Regions from separate parts of the Solanum lycopersicum genome. Here region 1 is linked to region 2. A link is a contact called in public HiChIP or PLAC-seq data. All regions are on one chromosome and are shown on one strand. Each heading gives the region's core, a stretch centred on a gene start, on an enhancer-like site or on the middle of the called end of the contact. The rest is flanking DNA. Distances are from core to core; before and after follow the strand shown. Region 1 holds the start of LOC101257101 (expansin-A10-like). Region 2 holds the start of LOC138338374.

The links. HiChIP or PLAC-seq counts read pairs in DNA pulled down with a chosen protein or histone mark.
Region 1: a contact with region 2 is called in an RNA polymerase II HiChIP or PLAC-seq map of leaf, with 5 times the contacts expected there. The contact joins the promoter of LOC101257101 here to the promoter of LOC138338374 in region 2. A contact is called at or near these places in 2 of 8 Hi-C or Micro-C datasets (both in leaf) and 1 of 1 datasets of contacts at active chromatin or transcription factors (leaf).

The regions. Positions count from the first base shown.
Region 1 is chr9:13,202,773-13,208,747 of SLM_r2.1, reverse strand. It overlaps LOC101257101 (expansin-A10-like), which reads right to left and starts at 2,879. Exons shown (of 3, transcript XM_004246227.5): 1 at 2,470-2,879; 2 at 2,074-2,392; 3 at 736-1,312. The coding sequence starts at 2,614. The coding sequence ends at 1,009. It overlaps LOC101249850 (MACPF domain-containing protein CAD1-like), which reads left to right. Exons shown (of 7, transcript XM_010327452.4): 7 at 1-108. The coding sequence ends at 26.
Region 2 is chr9:13,066,806-13,072,024 of SLM_r2.1, reverse strand. LOC138338374 reads right to left here and starts at 3,053. Exons shown (of 1, transcript XM_069289330.1): 1 at 2,424-3,053. The coding sequence starts at 3,053. The coding sequence ends at 2,424.

The DNA of each region.
Region 1 (5,975 bases), core at 1,630-4,129, 140 kb before region 2:
TGAAGTATTCTTTGTTAAATTATTAGTTAGAAAGGGAGAGATGGTGAATTATATTGGTGTTCTTGTGTACTCACTTTGTTTCAACCCCAATATAAGGCATTTCAGGAATCGACCTGATTCTATCTTTTTTTCTTACCGTTTGAAGAAAGGAAGGATCCCAAAGAATTGGTCTTTTTTGTTGTTGTTGAATCTATATACTTGGTGGTTTTGGATGGGTAAATTTCTCAAATTTTGCTGCACAACAGTCTTTTGTCTTGAAGTTTTGCAGAAAATGTCACTCATCATCTCCTATTTTGTCAAAAAATAACCTAATGATCTCCTATTTTGTCAAAAAATGACCTAGTCTAATGACTTATACGTCACTTCTGTCTAAACAGATGATTTTTAGCAGAACTTCGATATAGATATCGAAGAAGAAAGTTCTCAAAACTCGTAGAAACACATTCATTATTATTTCTAGTTCTCGAATACCAAATCTAAAAAAAATAACTCCCGGCTTTTTTTAGTTGTCATGTTGTGCTTTCCGCGAATAAATTTGATAATTAAATTTCAAAGTTAAATTTAATACATTAATTTGATAATTCAAAATAATAATTATAGATATTCAAAAACTATACGAAAAGTATTATAAATTGCAACATTTTTCATATCGATATAATGAAAAAATACATCTTAAAACTAAATCAAAATTCATATCGTTTGTCTCTCGAAAAAAACATAGGAAACCTAAAAAAGGACGACGTAATAGTAATATATTCACATTAATTAACATTAGATGACATAAACACACTTCTACATAATAAATGCCAACTTGTTTCATTTGTTGTAATTCCTGCCAAGTGCTTGTATATTTGTGTGACGATAAATCAACAGAGTGGTAGACACTTTTGATTATCATCTTAAATTATTTTTTTTGTGTGACAAATAACTTCATACATATTGTTTGAAAAATGAAGACCCCTTGAATTAAATTCATGTCTTAGAACATATGGAGTAATTAACTTTGTCTTAGAATTGACCTCCTTGAAAAGTTTGTCCAAATTGCCAATTAGTTGGAGCAACATTGTAAGTAGTGACTATCCTTCCATCACTAGCTATTACTTTGAAAGAAAGACTTTGGCCATTAAGGTATGAATGACTCTGCCAATTTTGACCCCAATTTCGTGACATCTTTTGCCACCCTGTTTTTGATCCCTTTATGGACACTGATCGAATGTCTCCTGCACCTCCAACGTTTGTTATCAACACTAGGTTGAAGTAGGAATGACCATTAATGGTGAATCTCATTCCTCCTTTCTTCATGCAAGGGACCCTGCCATACCATAACAAAATCTCCTTTAGAGACAACATAATGTGTTGTACCACGTTAAAAAAAAGCGCTAATATCTGTACGCTCATTAGTATTGGATCCAGTTTAACTATAGGCTTTAGTAACATTTGAAAAGACTAATTGTTTTTTAAAAAATATGTATATTTAGCGGCAATTAAGTTATAATAGTTAAAATTGCCGCTTAAGATCATGTTTTAATTAGTTTCCTAGGGAAAACGCTCAAATATGACATCAAACTTTGTGAAGAAATTCATCTATATCATGTGCCAAAAGTTTGGTTCATATATGCTATTTAGGATTGAGAAAAGACTTATCCATGTCATTAGTTGTTAACTAATTCACATAGATGAACCAAACTTAAAACTAATAGCATTATGAGTCATTTTCTCAAAGTTTGTTGACATATTTAAGTCTTTTTTAACAAAAATAATTAACTAATGACATGATGGAATCATAATTGACCGCGTGTGAAATAAATTTTGCAAAATTGAAACCGTTATCAGTTGACAAAAATGAGATAGATAAACTTTTTCTCAAAAATGCAAATGACACATATTGATGAACAAAATTTTTAATTGATAATATAAATCTTTTCTCAAGAGGTTTTAATATAAGAAAAAAAGAAAATAAAAGAAGATTAGTCAAAAATGAATTAATTTTGCCACATTAAAGGGTCTATGGAAAAAGAAGTTGATGGTGTAAAAGTTGTAACTACCAATTTAAAGACAATTTCATACTAATACCTTCTATAGATGACAGGGACAATGCCAGCTCTATATAGAGCAATTTTTAAAAAAGCAGGCTGAGCCAAATCAAAGTGTCTAAGAGGAGGATTACACCAGCCACCATTGTTATTAGCCAGGGCATAGTTTGGTGGGCAAAAGTTAGTAGCCGTGACAGTAATAGTTCCACGTCGACACCATCGAGGGTCAGCATTGACATTGCACTTGAGTTCATAGCAAGATCCACAACTCAACCCACTATTAAACAGTGAAGTGCTCAAAGCTGCAGTATTTGTACCATAACCTTGGCTGTACAAGTTTCCGTATCCACATGCTCCTCCTGTGCATGAATGCAACAACAAAAATAAATTTTAATAAGAGGCCTTAAATGTTACCTATACATAAATATATACATACCCATGGTGCCGGAAGCATCAGAACCACCGTAGAATGTTGCATGAGCATTCTTCCAACCAGTATAAACTCCGAGTTCATAAGAGTGTTGTACACATGCAAGAAAAACAAGGAATAGAAATGGCAAATGATGATATTCAATAGCCATTTTAATTTTGGTGGTGAATGGTGTTGTACTAGTTAATTACTTAAATTGGAGGAGGATTGAATATGGTTGGGAAATTGAGGTACAAGGAAATGAGGCTAATCCATTGCTATTTATAGTGTTATTAAATAAACTCTTATTAGCCCGTTTTATTTTGCTCCCTAGCTACTCTAGCAGGACCCCTCCACCTGTGGGTCGGCCCCCATGAATTCTTTTGACAACTTATCATTTTTTGTTTGAGGTTTTATCATCTTCATTCGGTTAGAACAAGTTATATTAGACTTGAATGACACCTTTTTGTTGCCCATTCGCCAGAAAATTGTATTATTGTGTATATGATTAAAATATATTTTTAGGTATATATTAGATGTCGAATCCCTTTCAACTACTACATGTGTCTATTTTTTTAAATTTTAAACCTCTCATTGAAAAATCTGATTTCGCTACTATCGAAATTTTCCCCGAATAAATTACAGTAGGATATGTTATTAATTTCACCATGTACATATAATAATTTATTTCTATAGCTGAAATATAAATAATCTCATGATTGTCTTATGTCTAATCAAATACAGAATAAAAGATTATACATTTTATCTTTAAAATTATCATACATTATATCTTACACCAAAGAACTCCTAGTAAGGATACATATAAGGCATACATTAAATTAGAAGTGAAAGGTTATCAAGTTTGAACTGGACAAGAACCTAACCAATAGAGATTGAATTTAATTAACATAATGTATAACAAAAACCATGCATTTATGTTTTCTTTTAATTTTCATTGTTTAATATAATTGTTGGACCCTCAACTCTTTTCCTTCGTGTTCTGGCAAGTTTTATTTAGAAAAAATTACCTCATTGGTCAACAAATAATTAAGCCAAAAACTGCACGTGCTAATTGAGTAATTCTCCTTAATATTATTCTTGTATGACAAACAAAAATATCAATATAAACAAAATATGAACACAACAATAAAGCAAAAAAAGTCTTCAGTTTCTTTTTTCTTTTTAATATTTTCATTATTACAGCCTTTATTATCATCAAGTTGATACCAAAATTTGCCCCTTTCTACCGACAATATACATGTGACCAGAAAATATATATATATATATATATATATATATATATATATATATATATTTTCTGGTCACATGTATTTTTATAGTTAATTTTCCTTAATTCCAAAATTAAAATCCTATTTTGGATGGAGAGTTACCTGTAAATTATATATTATAAACGAAAAAAAAATGTTAACCCAAATAACTTTTAGAAGGAAAAGTATATGACAAGACAAATATGTGATACGTACTTAGAATCATTATAGTTCAAAATATTATAATTGACATAATACATAAATATGCCCTTTAACTTGGTTTCGAATCACATTTATGTCCTGTAACTTTGGGTGTGCACAAGTATGCAATTAAACTTGTATAAAGTTGAACAAATAGACACACATGTCGTACATATCATCTTATATGTCATTTTTTGTTCTATGTGGTGTCCTACATGTATTGTGTCATGTAGGACTCATTTGTTTATTTATTTAAAAGTTGTATAGTTAAGGTGCATGTTTGTGCATTATGAAAGTTAGAGGTCAAAAATTGAAATTTGAAGTGAAGTTTAGGGTATGTATTATGTCATTATAATTTGTAGCTATATGTAGAGTTTAATAACAAATTTCTCTCTTCTCTCCCTTTGTCTCCCTCGCCTCTTTCTGTCCCTCCCTCTTGCCCCCTCTCACACTCGCCCAAACCATTGCAACCCAAAAACTATTCCACAAAAATATGACGATTGTATTTTTGTTATTTTATATCAATTATATTTTGTATTATGTATCAACTATATACGTGTTATGTATCACTGTATTATTAAAACTTTTATTCTGTCAATCATGCACAAATTTTGTTCGTTAATACTATTGATACAAGTATATTCAATATACGGTACAAATCAATTGATTTAGACAATTATATTTGTATTTGTATTCTGCATCAGTTGTATTCGTGATGAAACGGAAACAACATGTATTTATGCTCTCTCTTTCCTCTCTTAATTTTGTTCATTTGTTTCCTCCTAAAATGAATACAACATACAAATCAATTATATCGAGTACATTCGTGATATAACCTGATAACAATGGATACCACATGTATCCAACCTCTCTTGCCTCTCGCCTCTCTCCTCCCTCTCCTAATCTCACTCACATCTTCTAGTCTCGCTCGCCTCTCTCCTCTTCTAATATGCGGCTATAATATATATTTAAAAAATTATAGTATTATGTAATTAAGCAAATTGGTTAATAAAATTTTGTCAAGAAAGAGTATATAAAATTATTAGAAAATGCTTAAATAAAATTTTGAAAAGAAAATAAAGATCTCCTCTAAAGTTGAATAAAGTAGTTGTTGTAGTAATGATTTGTGGGATGCTTAAAATGAATCACAGAAATGGAGGCAAAAAAAGCAGCAATTTCTTGGACGGCTGATTTGTCACATGTTGAAGAAGATATCATTATTAGGTCAAACTATTAATGACGTGTCAATGCTGACCTGTCATTTCTCGGGTTTCATGATAATCCTCAAAGTCAAGAGCCAAAAACACAACTACTAACTTTTATATTGCCAGCAAAATCACTATTCTATGACTTCATAATAATACAACTGCTTTTCTTATTGTCATGTTTATTAAAAACTATTATTTCAAAATACTTGTTGTTAAGAAATAATTAAATAATTGTTTCCAATTTAACCTGAATTAGTATTAATTGAAATTAAAGAAGGAAAAATTACATAAGAAGATAACATGTGCTGTGTAATTATTTGTTATATATGACTATAGTTTAATAAATTTATAATTCACTGTTATAATATCTATTTAATAGCTATTTTTTAATTTAAAAGTATATCTTTCAAGTTTAATAAATCTGTAATTCACTGCTATAATATCAATTTAATAACTATTTTTCAATTTAAAAGTATATCTTTCGATTAGTGTATTTTTACGCTTAATATTAGGCATCATATTTTTCAATTATCCATCTTTCCTATTTTCTCTCTCATGAATTAGGAATTTCAACTCATTTAGGACTTACTATTCAATGGTTTAGTGTCCTCAATGGCTATTTTGCGCTCATAACTCATGTTAATACGTTGATATGCAACAATGAAGACTTAAGAACTTTTAATTGTCTAAAGACATAAGCTATGATTTTGCCAAACCAACTCTAGACGGATTACAATATACGACAAAACGTTGAGAACCTTCTGGTAAGGTCAATATTGAGGCAGTAGTCAACCTATTTTTCAATTCCTGAAAAATTTTCTCACAAGCTTCAGATCATTGAAACGTAAATATTTTC
Region 2 (5,219 bases), core at 1,804-4,303:
AATTTCCTCTTGACTTTTAGAAGCTATCAACATATCATCAACATATCAGAAAAGATATATAAAGGAATTATCTTCAAGCTTGCGCAAATACACACAATTATCATATTTGCTTCTTATATACCTTTGCTTAGGGGTGTGCATCGGTCGATTCGGTTTGGTTTTACATATAATCGGTTCGGTTTATCGATTTTTGGTTTTAAAATATGTTAACCCAATAACAAATCAATAAGAAATTTTTTATCAGTTTATCGGTTTTTGATGAAATCGGTTCGGTTTCGATTAACCCAATAAGAAAATGTCGATCAAATAATATATAATAGTACGTATGTTATAATTACATGTGACCAACTTACCACCAAAATATAATAGAAAACTTTGAATGTTGATCAAATTACTAACATTCACAAACTTGCAAAAGCTAACGCCTACAATTACGAACTAGAATTAAAACTAAAATAAAATATTTCAATGAGAAAATCTTGAACAGTTGCTTGATCCACCAGATAATCAACAAAGTTCTCACCAATTTCCTAACAAAAAAATCACATAGCCTGAAAAGCTAATATTGAATCTATTTATGTATTAAATTATGTATATTTAATAATGAGGAAGGGTAAAGTAGTAAATAACTATAGTCTTATTGGGTTATCGGTTTACCCAATAACCCAATAGGAAAAACCGAAACCGACCCAATGACCCAATAATAATTTTTTTTAACACATTAAAAACCCAATAACCCAATAACATTTTATCGGTTTGGTTTATTGGTCGGTTCGGTTATTGCGCACCCCTGCCTTTGCTACAACATAAACTTGTGAAATAGTTTGTACCATTTTCTAGAAGATTGTTTCAATCTGTACAATGATTTTTCAAGTTTGCACACCATATTTTCTTTTCCATCAACTTTGAATCCTTCTAGCTGAGTCATGTAGATTTCCTCTTTCAAGTCTCCAATAAAAATGCAATTTTTACATCGAACTAAACTAGTTCCAAATTCAAATGTGCTACTAAATCCAACAAAACTCTAATGGAGGAATATTTCATAACTTGAGAATATACCTCATTATAATCTATTCCCTCCTTTTGAGAATATCCTTTGTTACCAATCTTACTTTGTAGCGAACATCTTCTTGGTTAGGAAATCTTCTTTCTTTGCAAATACCCAATTGCTTTTTTTCCCTCTTGGAGATTAATCAATCTCCATATATGATTCTGATGAAACGACTGCATAACTTCATCCATGGCCTTCCTCCACTTATTTTCTTGTGAACTTTGGGCTACGTCTTTATAAGTGGTCGGAATGTAATCAGCTGCAATAGAGTTCGCACAAGCCACCATATCTATGATTCTAACAGGTTTTTTTATTGCCCTTTTTGGATTGTCGATTACTATTGATTCATGTTGTAGTTGAGTTTCTTGAGAAGAAACCTCCTCTTTGACTGGCTCTCATTCAAGAGGAAAATCTTTTGTTGTTTCCTCGTTTGATCCCTGTGTTGGGAAATTTATCTTTCCCTCAAACTCCACCTGCTTTGAAGCACCATCAATTTGTTTGGCTTCTTCAAGTGTTACCTTATTTGTCAAGGCAAATTCATCAAAGGTAATATACCTGCTTAAAAATAACTTTTCTTGTCTCTGGGCACCATAAACGGTATCCTTTGACTCCAGAAGTAATTCCAATAAATAAAGCTTTCTTTACTCTTGGGTCTAATTTTGATTCTCTTACATGATAATATGCAATAGAGCCAAATACATTTAAAGAACCATAATCTTCAACAAATTTTTCTTACCATTTTTTAAATGGTGTCTTCTCACCAATAGCAGCAGATGGTAGACGATTAATAAGGTGGCATACATATGTTATTGCCTCAGCCCAAAATTCTTTGTCCAAGCCAGCATTGGACAACATACACCGAACCTTCTCCATCAAAGTGTGGTTCATGCATTCTGCCATCCATTCTGTTGTGGTGTATTTTTGACGGTGAAATATCTGATGATGACATTTTCATCACAAATTTTCTGAAAAAATCATTCTTGTATTCTCAATCATTGTATGTGCGAAGATACTTGATCTTTCTGCCACTTTGAGTTTCTATCATCGCCTTCCATTTGAGAAAAATTCTCAATACTTCATCTTTTGTTTACATCGTATATACCCACAATCTTTGAGCAAAGTCATCAGCAAAGGTTACAAAATAGTGTTTTCCAACTAATGAAGGTGTTTTTGAAGCACCGCAAACATCCTAATGAATATAATCCTAAATACCTTTAGTATTATGAATAGATGTTCCAAATTTAACCCTTGTTGGCTTTTTCTTGACACAATTCTCGCAAAACTCCAAGTTGCAAGTTTTCACTCCTTTTATCAATCCTTGATCTGATAAAGTTTTCAAGGATTTTCCTCCAGCATGTCCCAAGCGCATATGTCACAGCTTGGTCATATCTGCCTCCTTCTCAATATTGGATGTTGTTGCCGTTGTCCCAATAATTGTACTACCTCGATAGTGGTATATGTTATTATTTCTTTGAATTGCCTTCATTACCACCAGTGTGCCAGAGCATATTCTCATCACGCCATTATCTACAATTACTTTGAACCCCTTTGACTCTAGGTGTCCAACATAATTGAGATTTTTCTTCAAATCTGGTACAAATTGAACATTTGTTATTGTTCTACTTAATCCATCATGGTTCCTTAATCGGATTGAACCAACACCATATGCGATAAGAGGATTATTGTTTGTAGTGTGAATAATTTCACATTCTCCTTCTTGTAAATCAACAAACCAGTCCCTATTGGGACACATATGATAAATACAAAATGAGTCCATCAACCATACATCAGATGATTTAGATGCATCTGTTGTAACTAGTGAGTAATCGGAGTTATCACAATCAGCCACATTTGAATCCATGACATCCTTTCCATTATTTGGTTTTGCTTTGCTATTCAACTTTGGATAGTCTTTCTTCCAGTGTCCTTTTTCTCGGAAAAAGGCACATTCATCTTTGCTGAGTCTGGATCTTGACTTGGATCTCCCTTTATTCGTTCTCATATGATTTTGAGAATGACCTCTCGCAATCAATGACTCTACTTCTTCGCCTTTTTATTTTTCTCTCTTTCTTTGTTCATAACTATATAAGTCAGAACAAATTTCTTTGAGAGATACTTCATCATTTCCATGTAGTAGAGTCGTTTTAAGATGCTCGAACTCATCGAGAAGAAAACTTAAAAACATTAAGGCCATATCTCCATCCATAAAAGTCACGTTCATATTCCGCAAATCTGTCGCTAACTTATTAATGTTGGTGATATGATTAACATTGTGCTACCAAGAACATAAGTGACACGTAACAGTCTTCTTTTCATGTAAAGTTGATTTTGACTGTTTTTCTTCAAGAATTTGTCCTCCAATTAATTCAATAATTTATTTGCAGATGTTCCTTCGTGTATGGGTACTTTTGTTCTCTTGCGAGGTAAGATCGAATGGTATCTCAAGCAACACGGTTGATAAAATTCCAATCTTCTTCTGCTACACCATGTGGTTTCTTTTCTTCAATGTCAATATCTAGCCCTTGTTGAACCCCTTGCCACATTCCGAAATCTCCTGACCATTAAATTTCAGCTGCAAATTTTGCATTTGACACAGTTCTTTTCATAATTGAAGATACCAATGATGACGTATTATTGACACTCGATGTGGACTCGTCATTTTTCTTGTCTCACATTTTACTACAAATACTATTTACTAGCTAACAATGCAAAGATCAAAGTAAATCTTTTTTTGATGTGGAAGTTCAGATTATGCTGCAACCACAGAGCATACTAAGATAATACCTAGGCTCTGATACCAATTGTTACAGAAGTCGAATATATAAAGAGTGATAGAATCACAACTACAATATCTAAAGGTAGCTAATAAATAACAAATGAGACAACAATAAAAAGAATATCAAGAATTAACGAGGTTTGGCGAATGTTTTTTTCTTTTGCCTATTTCTCGGACACAACCAACCAATATTTATTTCACTCTAAAAGAGTACAAGTGAAATACTACAAGAGAGAAAGAAGAATAAATACATTATGAGATGAGAAGGCAAGTGAGAAGTGTGTTACAAATGAATTAGGAGCTACCTATTTGTAGCAGTGAATTCTTTCTAATGATGTCATCCATGACATCACAATATGTCAAAGTGTCAAGATTTACCTTGTGAAACCAATTTATTGTTCACCTAAATTTCACTTACAAAAGGTGCTATCTTTGATTTTTCTACCAATGAAGAATTATCCTCTTAACTACCATATCTTTTCATTGTCCATTTTTGAATCTTGTCAAATTTAACATTATTAACTTTTCAATAAAAGTCATCATCTTAAATCACCACTCCTTTCTATTTCTTTTTAGAGTTATACTTTAAGGGTAGAGTGCTAATATGCTTTCACGGGAAAGTGAAATCAATGGTGAGTGGTGAAAATTGACCGTGAATTGTTGAAGAAGAAGAACTTAGAAGAAGAAAAAGATTAAAAGTTATAAAGAAAATGATAGCCACCATTTAAAAGATATATAAGAAAATAAATTGAAATAATTAATATTTTAGAAATTATAATCCTTATTTATTAATTACCAATAAAAAGGTGTTACGCGTTGAAATTCGTCATTTTAACATAATTTGTTTTATTCACACTTTAAAGGAGAAAAAGTTTAGGGGTATTAATATCAGTATCAACAAGATTAGGTTTGTAGTAGGTTTCTATAATAGATTAAATGTGTAACTGATTTTTTAGAACAAATTCATAACCAGTTTAACGTATTTTTCCTAATAAAATAATTTCAGCCGGACAAAAATATATAAATAACAATAAATACATGTAACTAATATTTTGAGATAATTTTTAATCTCTCCTCACGAATCCCCTCAGCATGATTTTTTTTGGAGGGGGGGTGGGGAGATTGTTTTTAAAAAGATAATAATTATTTTTTAGTTAAAGTGAGATCCGGATGTCTCTTATATTAGAGAAAAACTACATAATTAAGTAAGCAATATTAGTATAATTATTAGATTACAAGCTATTTTAAAATAGTGCAAAAACATTCTTCTAAATTGTACTTCTTCACAAATGTATGCCTCTCAATTTTTTATTTGTTTATCTCTTCCACCTTCCTCACACCCTAATCGATTTAGTTGAGATCATATTAGGAGTGGCAAACCAGTTGAATATA